Regions from separate parts of the Lactuca sativa genome. Here region 1 is linked to region 2. A link is a contact called in public Hi-C data. All regions are on one chromosome and are shown on one strand. The core of a region is the stretch at or near the end of the contact, and the rest is flanking DNA. Distances in the headings are between cores, read along the strand shown. Region 1 holds the start of LOC111876175 (probable E3 ubiquitin-protein ligase RHG1A). Region 2 holds the start of LOC111876176 (probable serine/threonine-protein kinase At1g01540).

The links. Hi-C and Micro-C count contacts between places; a contact is called where the count stands out from the background.
Region 1: a contact with region 2 is called in a Hi-C map of leaf, with 4 times the contacts expected there. The contact joins the promoter of LOC111876175 here to the promoter of LOC111876176 in region 2. A contact is called at or near these places in 2 of 4 Hi-C or Micro-C datasets (both in leaf).

The regions. Positions count from the first base shown.
Region 1 is chr1:27,217,041-27,222,462 of Lsat_Salinas_v11, reverse strand. It overlaps LOC111876175 (probable E3 ubiquitin-protein ligase RHG1A), which reads right to left and starts at 1,852. Exons shown (of 6, transcript XM_023872701.3): 1 at 1,471-1,852; 2 at 1-859. The coding sequence starts at 812.
Region 2 is chr1:27,079,856-27,085,208 of Lsat_Salinas_v11, reverse strand. LOC111876176 (probable serine/threonine-protein kinase At1g01540) reads right to left here and starts at 1,664. Exons shown (of 7, transcript XM_023872702.3): 1 at 855-1,664; 2 at 577-681; 3 at 358-480; 4 at 111-281. The coding sequence starts at 1,519.

The sequences.
Region 1 (5,422 bases), core at 603-3,102, 140 kb before region 2:
GATTGAATGTTCCTTCTCAACGCCGGAATCCTCAAAGCCGGTTGACCACTCTGACTCGATAAATCATCTGATGTCACTGCTACAGGTGGTGTTAAAAAATCTACAGGGTTAAGTCTCAGAGAAGGATATAAACCCGAAACATCGGGTTCCCGATTATCACTATTACTCGGTAATAAATCTTGTTGATGAGAAGATGTAATCCTCAAAACATTTCTACGAGTGTTTTCAACACGGGAATTCTCGTTTCCTCCACCAACACTCAATCCAAGTCTCGGAATAATTGATTCCGAAGTTGGAGTAGCTTCGCTTCCATGCCATGTGATCGAACCACTTTCCGCCCTTTGAAACATGTCCGAGCTTCCAATTCCATTTCCGGAAGAAGACTGTCCTAATTCCACTGCTTTTCTTTTCCGAGACAATCTCCGTTCATCCAATTCAATATGATCAGAAGATGATCCAAAAGGGTCAGAAAGAGGGGAACTACTACTACTACTACTAGTAGCCATTGATAAAGAATTTGATAGATTCATGGTGACATTGTTATGATCACATAATGAAAGCAAACTTGATGGTGATTCAGGGCAAGATTTCATTAAAGAAGAACTTGAACTGGGTTCACCAACATTCCACATACTTAAATTCTGTCCTTCTTGATTTGTTGAGTTCAGAAACAGATCATTTGATGGAGAGTTTTGCATATTGTTTTCAAAGCAGATTTGCTGATCGATTACGTTTGCATCACTTGATGACGAACCATGTTCGAACCCTAATGTTGCAGGAAAAGAACCGATAGCACCACTCTGTCCTTGCATTAGACCAACCAACAATCTACCAAGATGATCGCAACTTCGTTGAAAGCCTGAAACTTTTCAGAGATATTAATGTTATTGTTATGCATAAAAAAGAAGTTTCCCCAATTTTGAACCCAACAAGTATTAAAATTGAATCGGAAAAATGAAAACAAGAACAAAGTGAACAAGAAGAAAACTTTTGCAACCAAACACCACCCACCCACTAAACCTGGAGTCAAATTCACTTAATTTGCAGAAATCGAGCAAGCCATTTACAAGCAATGGATTTACCCAAATCTACAATCAATGCATATAGATAAATATATGCATACACCCAACACATAGAAACATAAAGCATTATTTCAAGAACATAATCATAAACTCGATGAAATTGGAGGAATTCGTTCATGAATAAGATAAATAGCAAACTATTGAAACAGTCAAAAGAAGTATCAAATGGTATATAGACAAAAAGGGTGTGAATCTACCAACACACGAAAAAATGCACAAAAAACAAAAAAAGTTTTGGGGGAAACGTAGCGTCTCGATTAAAATACAACAGAAATGAAGAAAATTTTCTTGAAGATAAGTAAACCCCAGATGAGAAATTACAAAATACAGAAAGCAGAAAGCGGGCATCATCGAGAATGATGGATGAAAGGTGTGTCGAAGAACATACCAAACGAAAAAGCGAAGAGATTGTAGGCGATGGATCTAAGATGAACGGGTATAAGAAGAGTTCGAAACGGTTGTCCAAGAAGGCGAAGATGGTGATCGAAACGACTTCGTCTTTACCGCACCCCCTCTCTCCAAACAATCAATCAATCAATCAGGCTTCTGATTCTTGAAGCAGATACCCCTTTTCAAAGAGGAAGAGGGGGTTTAGAGAGACATGGGGAGAGAATCAAAGATGAAATTGTGTTTTGTGGGTGTAAAATGACATGAGAGAGAGAGAGAGAGAGAGAGAGAGATGGAGAGATGGTTGGATTAAAGAGGAGAGGGTAATCTTTAAATTACAATCTGACCCAGAGAGAGAAAGAGTGAAAAGTCGCTAGTTTCCCAAAGAAAAAAGAAAAGAAAAAGAGGGGTAAGGTAATGTGTGTGGGTGTGGTTACCAAATGGTGTTTGTCTCTCCTCCTGTCCCAATGCACGCCGAGCCGATCAACTGTGAAGCTGTGTTTCTTGTTTTCTTCTTCACGCCAAGCACCTCCTCTTCACTCTTTACTCTTCAGTCAGACTCAAAAGCCTTTGCATTCGCTTTCACGTTAAGCCCCTACGACTCACTACTCACTCATCTTACTATTTAACGTCTTTTCCATGTATGCTTTTTCGGGTAAAAAGATCTCTGCAACTCTGCAACCCATTTTTAAATTTCAAATCCCACGCGATATTATTTTATTTTGTTTGTTATCTAATTTGTGTATAACAAAAAGTGAGTATATATTACAATCTAGATAAATATAGGTAGGTATTCATATTTAAGGTTTCGTGTGATGGTTGTTGACTGATAAAGTATCGATTGGAAAATGTTTGTCTTGTTAATAAATTTGGACTGAGTAAGAAACCATATTGTTTGATTGTATATCTTATTAAATATGTTGACTGATGAAAAATAACCATTTTATCCTATTTATTTGTCCAGTGTTTGATGAAGTTGCTCAAGAATTATAAAAACATACAAATTTTCATACAAAATGTAAATTACACACAAATCCTTTAAAAATCTAAATCCTCAATTACACCAAACACTAGCAAACCTATACAAAAAACAACTTCTTGAATATAATGAATGCAAAAACAAGTAATCGTAGCTAGAATACTTTTCAGCGACATTTTATACCATTAATTCACACTTCAAATACAAACTTCCACCTCAATATACTATGGAATCACCAATTCCGAAGAAGTCTTCAAATTCAATGGGGAGAAAACCTCGATCAAGATCATCAGAAAATCAATCCACACATTCCTCCAGAGCTATAATCACTTCAAAATTACATCCTTTTTTAACTCTTCCTTTCTCGCTATCAATCCTCCTCTTATCATATTTTTCACCTGATTTCATTTCCCTCCAACACACAATCCATTTCCGCCTTCAGTCCTTATTTGATGTCATTGGAATCCCAGTTTCATCTCAATTCTTCTCCACTTTCAACCTCAAACTCTCCTAAATAGTCACCTCAACAATACTACTCCCACCTTTTATCAGCAAAAATCAGCAAAAATATGAACTTATCAACAAAAATCAGCAAAATCAAGCATGAATAAAATCATGTGTTCAGGTATGTGTGATCAGATATGTATCTATATGTTCATGTATGAATAAATTCAACAACAAATTCAAGAAAGGAACATTAAATAGCAAAACAACAAATCACTTGAAAAATCGGAACTTTCAACAACAAAATCAACAAAGGAACATAACAACAACAAAAATCGAAATTTGTATCCCTCTCAACAGCAAAAATTAAAACTTGTAGAGAAAGAGTGGGTCCAAGATGGCAAAAATCGGAACTTTCATAGATAAAATCGGAACATGAAAACAGAAACGTACCTGATGAGATGGGGAAGGAGCTTCGATCGATGGGTGGAAGAGGAAGAATGGGGTCGACTTTGCTTGGTGGTTGCTGGAGAAGAAAGGAGTCCCTGAAATAGGAGAAAAAAGGGAGTCGCTGGAAGATATGTTAGGCAAAGGTACCGGTGGAAACCTCCCTTTTTTCTCAGTCAGCTGATTTTAAACGTCTTTCCCAATCAACTTTTTCTTTCTGATTCAGACGCACAAAAAATGTTTATCAAACAAATTTAGTTGGGTGAGTCAGCCAAAAAGGTCTTACCCAACTTGGTCAAACAAGTATCAGGGCCTAAGTCGTTTCTTTTGGGATCATATATATATATATATATATATATATATATATATATATATATATATATATATATATATATATATATATATATTGACATCCCCATTTTCCACGGCCAGAAAATACCGATTTTGTTTATGCTTTGTTAAAAATCAGAGTACTTCTTTCCATAAAAATGTTGCGGAATTTGTTCCCAGAAAACACGATAAATACATTATCAAAACATTTTCGAAGAAACGTATTTTATTCAAAAACGTTTGGGATGTCATTGTCAATACAGAAACATAAGCATAAACGGAACTTACATTTATTTACACTAGTGATTTATATCTCCTTAATCTCTCAGTGTAATGTGACTTCATATCAACACCTGTGATATAAATAAACTGAGTGGGTCAGGTTGGGAAATCTGGTGAATACATAGGGATTTCAATCCCACAATGTTATATCATATATATAATTTAGAGCCTACAAAATATACAATTTCACTTTATATGTATAAGCAACTCTTATCCCACCCCGTCGATCCTCACAGCGAGACTATCCATACTCTCAAACCTAAGATTAACCGTTTTACCTAATCCATACTCCCGGATCAGAAATGAACGGCTTTACCTAATCCATACTCTCAGATTAATGACGAATAGTTATGCCTAATCCATACTCTCGGACTAGGGACGAATGACTAATCCATACTCTCGGACTAGGGAAGAATGACTATGTCTTAATCCATACTCTCGGACTAAGGACAACTGGCTATGTCTTAATCCATACCCCCGAATTAGTGACAGTTGACTATGTCCAATCCATACTCTCGGACTAGGGACAATGACTGTGTCTAATCCATGCTCCCGAATAAATGACATATACTAAAGTTTTATTATCTGAGTATAACTCACTTGTAATCGTAAGAAATACTACCCAATATTCCTCATAATTAATTTAGGTCTACTCTTTATCCTAAATCATCATATATAATCAGGTATTTTCTTTAACACGTATTTCAGGCAACATCAATTAACTCGCAAATAAACATATAATTAATACTTCAATCAATACTTGTATTAAAATCATGTTCATGAAAGGGACTATGCACTCACTTGAAAGGTGGTGACTCAGCACTCGGACAACGCTTCGATATTCTCAAAACAATTCTCCTTCGATAAAACTTAGTATCAATACCACTAGGGTTTAGTCTAACGATAACCGCGACTAATTAATAGTCTGAATATTATTACTATTATATAAGCGTTAAACAATACTTATATAACCCATAATAATAGCCCAAATACTCCTTATAAGGTCCTAATAACATTACTATATTGAAACATAAGTTATACAAAAGATAGGGTAGGCATAGCTCACTTACAGCGGGTTTTCTCGAAAACCGGGCTTCGCTGGAGCAGCGTTCCTGAGCCAAAAGGCTCTTTTCTCGAGGCTTCGGGAGCCTCGGGGCTTCCTTCGGGTGCTAGGGGGTTTACCTAGGCTTTAGGGGGCTTAAGGGAGGCTAGAGAGAGAAAGTGAAGTTGGATGGTGTGGAGAATGAAGGGAACTCGACACCTCTATTTATAAGGTGAATTCCTGATGGGCTTACCGAGTAGGACGACCTACTTGCCGAGTTAGGGCATGTGGCAGCCTTCTAGTGGTGCCACGTGTCCAATTGTGGTGGTGCCACGTCACCCCTATCGCGTATCAGTCTTCAAACTTAGAAAAATCATAACTCTCGCATACGAGCTCCGTTTTCGACGTTCTTTTTTTCAACGCGTAGGT
Region 2 (5,353 bases), core at 415-2,914:
CTAATGCCAACAAAAGCCTAATCCAATGTGGAACTAAAATTTACACTGCAGCTGCTGAGACTCAAACCCTGAAACTCGGGGCCATAAATGTGAAAAAAGTAATGACATACCCAAATGTTCCCATGACTCGGGTGGTGACATAACTGCTTTCCGAGCCCAAAAGCTTGGCCAAGCCGAAATCCGAAACTTTAGGGTTCCATTGCCTATCGATCAAAATGTTGCTTGATTTGATATCACGATGAACAACTTTGGGCTCAAGTCCTTCGTGCAAATAGGTCAACCTATGAATTGTCATAATCCATAAAGGGTTTCAAATCACATGGAAAAAAGATTGAAAAGTTAGAATTAAGAATGTACCCTTTGGCTGTTCCGAGTATAATGTTCATTCGTATCTCCCATGTAAGCGGACTAGTTGGACCCACATCTCCATGAAGCCATTGTTCTAAGTTTCCGTTGTCTACATACTCATAAACAAGGATCCTAAATGGGAAAGACACCATAAATTACGCAGTTTGAATTAAAAATTAAAAAAAGAACAGTTGAACTTTGAAACGAAGGGGATTATTTGTGGGGTACCTGTGAGCTCCTTCAACACAATAGCCAAGCAATCTGACTAAATTCTTATGGCGTACGCGTCCAATTGCTTCTACTTCAACTTTAAACTCCCTCTCTGCTTGTCCTCTGTTCAAAACAAAAGCACGAGAACATGTATGTTGTGAGCTTATTCATAAATTGGAAAGATTAACAAAATTGTGGGGCGATATATGCTACAAAAACCACAATCAAGACTACAAATTTATTAATGGAATATGATCAAATTGTTATATGCATGTTATGGAATATCAGAATTGAACCTGTTGTTGAGCAAATTCTTGACAGCAACGGTGGTTCTATCCACTAAAACTCCACAATAAACAATCCCATATCCACCTTCACCGATCACATTCTCATCTGCAAAACCATTTGTTGCAATTTCAAGCTCTCTAAGAGTATACCAATGGCCCCAACCCAAATGGGAAACCTCGGGTTGGACCGATGTGGGTGCCAGTTGATCGCCGGACCCGCTTTCATGAGACGACACACCGCCACCGCCACCGCCCTTTTCCGGGTAAGAAATCCGGTGCTTCTTTCCAATATCTATCTGAATTTTCTGGTACCCATTTAATTTACTCTCATCATCTGCATGCCTATCAACTACAGCTAAAGAATCAGATTCGGGATACGGGTTTTGACCGGTATTTTGATGTTTATGGATGGTGTTTGGGGTTTCTTGATTATGTGTTCGGGTCGGGTCGATGCGGATTTCACGAATTTCTTTAGAGATGTTTGGAATTGTTGGTTTTTGAGGTAAAGTTTTGGTTTTTTTGCAGGAATTGTTGTGTTTTGAGGTGAAATAGAGTGAAATTAAGAACATCAAGATCACAATAGCGGCTCCAACGCAAATTCCAACAACAACCCATAATCTTAAACCGAAAATCGAGGTTTTCTTCGAGAGCTCATCGTTTAGAAAACCAGACATTATTGTTGTTCTTCTTCTTTCTTCTTCTTTGGTTTGCGGTGATGACCTTAGTACGATGATGCTACATTACAAAGAGACAATTGGAAAAGATAACGAAGAAGAAAGACAAAAAAGGAGGCTAATGGTAGTGGTAGTATTAATGGATAGAAAATTGAGTGGGGATTTTGGGAGTTGGAGGGTGGGGAGGTCTAAAGCTGGACTGATGGGACTTCTAGAAATATAGCGACCCCACTCTATACAAAATTAAATTTAGATAGTTTCCTAATTTAAAGTCTGTAAAGATTTATGATGTAAAGTTAATAATTGAATAGTAGAATTAATTATCTAAAATAATGTTCTACTATGTTTTGTGGATTTAATTATAAATATAGTACATATTTTTAATATTGTTTTCTAAAATATATTATCAAAATAAAAGCTGACTAAAAATATATGAATTTTAAGTATAATTTGATTTAACAGTAATTTAATAATTAGTCACCTGTTGATGTTAAAATGTGGATGTGACATGCGACTTTAATCGATGGTCTATTGGGTTTTGTTAATATTGATGGTTTTATTTTATTTATAATATTGCTTTTACTTTGGGTAGATGTTTTGCGAATATAATTTTTTCAGGAGTGGAGTACACATATTCTTAAATAGAAACTAATCATTGTCTTGAAACCAAATGCAATAAAAAATTAGGTCAATTAATCAAAGTATAATAATAAATACTCTATAAGAAAACAATATAAGAAAGCTTATGGAAACACAATTAATCAAATAATTGTACTATAATAATCAGTAATAAATAAATTTAGATTTAATAATATTAAAATACATATTTTTAACTATCGTTACAATATAGTTAAAGCACGTATTTTTAAGAGGGAATTACTAATCTAGCTATTTTCCTTAATTATCTACCCAAAAATAACCAAAAAAAAAACTTTAGCCAAAAATAGTCCTCAAAATAGTAAATGGCTAGAGTTGACTACGGTCAAAGGGGGTAATCTACTGTTTTAGGGCAATGAATTACTATTTTCCGATCTGTCTATTCTTTCGTGACTCATTGGCCTATACTATATAATATATAATTTTTAAGATTATGTTACTTTTTGGTATTTTTTTTCTTGGTTTGCCTACAATTTTTTCTCTCAATAGAGCACTCGAAAAACAACGAGATACGTCTATTTTTTTGTCAAATTTTTACCATATATTTGATTATGAGTAGTTTTTGTACATGAGGATAAATTTAAAAAAAAAAAAACCCGAGAAAAAAAATATTAAAACCGTAGGCTTCATACGAAACCTACGGTGTACAAGTCCACAATGCACAGGTTGTGCAGTGTGGACTTGTACACCGTAGGACCATACGGATTTTTTTTTTCGTTTTTTTTTTTAAATGTTGTAACCTGCAACCAATTATATCTACGTTATGATTCCATGATTTTTTTTCAAAAAACTTTTAAAAAAAATTAACGAAACCGTAGGTTTTTTTGGAAACTTATGTTGAATAATCAGTTAATGCACAGTTTGTGCATTAAAAGGTTGTACACCGTAGGTCCTCTTAAACCTACGTATTTTTTTTTTCAAAGAAAGGTTATAACCAATAAAAAACTACTCTACATTTTACAAACAATATTTTTTTTATCAAAACAATTCTCAGAAAAACTATTATCCATTTATTTTTTAAAAATAAATTAAAAATAAAACCCCAGACTTTAACCCAGAACCGTAGGCTACGGTTTGGAAAACTAAAGTTTGTCGAGAGAAAATCGTAGGTTTTAAAATAATCTATGGTTTTAGATGTTCAAAATGATTTTTTTTATTTTTTTTAATACTTAATCCGAAACAGTAGACCATTTGGCGATACAGTAGTCCACTCTAATTACCTACGGTTTTGTGGGCTATTTTTGGATAATTGCTAATTTTTGGCTAAAAATGATTAACTAATTACATAATTGGGCTAGCTTAGTAATTTGCTCTATGTTTAAAAGGGTGAGGTACAAGCTCAATATTGTTGTAAGTTACTACGAAATGATATATGTTTTATGAATGTGGACTTTTGAAGTTCAATAATCCTACCGAAATAAAAGTAATAAATGAAATAAATGACGCAAGATTGGAATATTATATATTTAAAAAGAAAATGGAAGACATAAGGTTGAAGGGAGAGGGAGTGGTGCTACCGAAACCGTATTCCCTTCATTGCCATATATACAACACATCATTTTTTACCATACAAGTGTGGTTTCTTGCCACATCCAAGGAGTGGTGCATTTTTTTTAATATTGCTATTCGGGCAAGAAAAAAATATTAGTTGTTTTAAGGGAATAAAATATTCTTAATAAATTAGATAATATAAAATAGTATTTGGGACCATGCTAAATAAAATAAAATAAATATATTATGTTTTTTAATGGGTATATATTCTAATATTCAAGCTTGTTAGTAAAAAATTTAATTTAAATAAAAACTTCAAATTTTATTTAGCTTTTATATATATATATATATATACCCAAAAAATTAAATCCTTGTCATATTTAGTGGAACAAATATAGACCCAAAAAATTCATATTTTATTCATTATCTAGAAAAAATACAAGCTAAAAAAAACATACAAAAATAAATACTCATATTAATTTGCTTCATTTGTGGGTTTTATAGCCCAATACAAGTTTAAACCAGCCCAAACAAATAGCCAAGCAGAGAGAGAGTTTAGAAAGAAAGGAGGGAGTGCGGTAGTAAATAGCCGTAGAAGGAGGGAGTGTGGTTCGAACCGTACACAAGGGACATTGTGGTGCATGCTGAGTTGGCCAAACCGCGGTTCTAACCGCACCCACTCCCTCTAGTCTAAGATGACAATTTCAATTGAAATGGGAGGCAAGCTAAAGTATAGTATCTTATTGAGAAAAATATGGCAGAAAAATGACATATCGACCAATATGTGTTAAGTGACATTATTAATGAAGTCAAATGATCAAAATAACAAACTATTGGAAGTCAAATGAAGGTTTTAAAAGCTAAAACAAAATAACAGAAAACAAAGCAAAATATGATGCTATAGGTTATAAAAATATCAAAAGGGTTTTTGACATAGCGGTAAAGTTGACTTTTATCAATTGAGAGGTAATGAGTTTAAGTCTTGTTGGAGACATATATGATGATAATTTAGGAATAAGTTAGTTTGTCGTTCAAAAAAAAGATGATAATAGTATAACATGATCTTCATTTGAGCATAATAGTTGAAGTGTGGAATTCATAAAAAAAAAGTTTCAGGTTCAAAATTTAGCACGTCTAAATATTGTTAATATTTCATGATTTACTCATCACGAATGAATGGAATGAAACACTGCAGCGGTATAGAAAAAATAATGTTTGTTTACCATAAAATAATAAAATGAAACATTTATATATAAATATATAACATATAAAAATATCAAAGTATAATATGTTAGGTTACTTTTCACCTAGTCAATGCCAAAATATAATACGTTGGGTAGGGCCTAATGAATTATGCATAGTTAGGCATCATAAATAATGTATTTAAAAAACAAAACATTTATATATTAAAAAACTCTTCATTCATCATCATTGAAATTTTATTCCTTCAAGTTGAAAAACAAAACATTGAAAATAAAAGTATACACTAAAATCAGTTCAAATCCCAAAAAGTACAATTTATATAATAATACGATGCATGATACGGACTTAAACACATAATCCCAAATCGTCCTTACAAGTCATCCTTTCATCCTGAAATAGTGGTACTCCAAATGAAATAATAAACAAGTTGGATTATAAGTCCGGAGAAATGTATTTTCTTTGGTTGTATTGAAAGAAGCAATG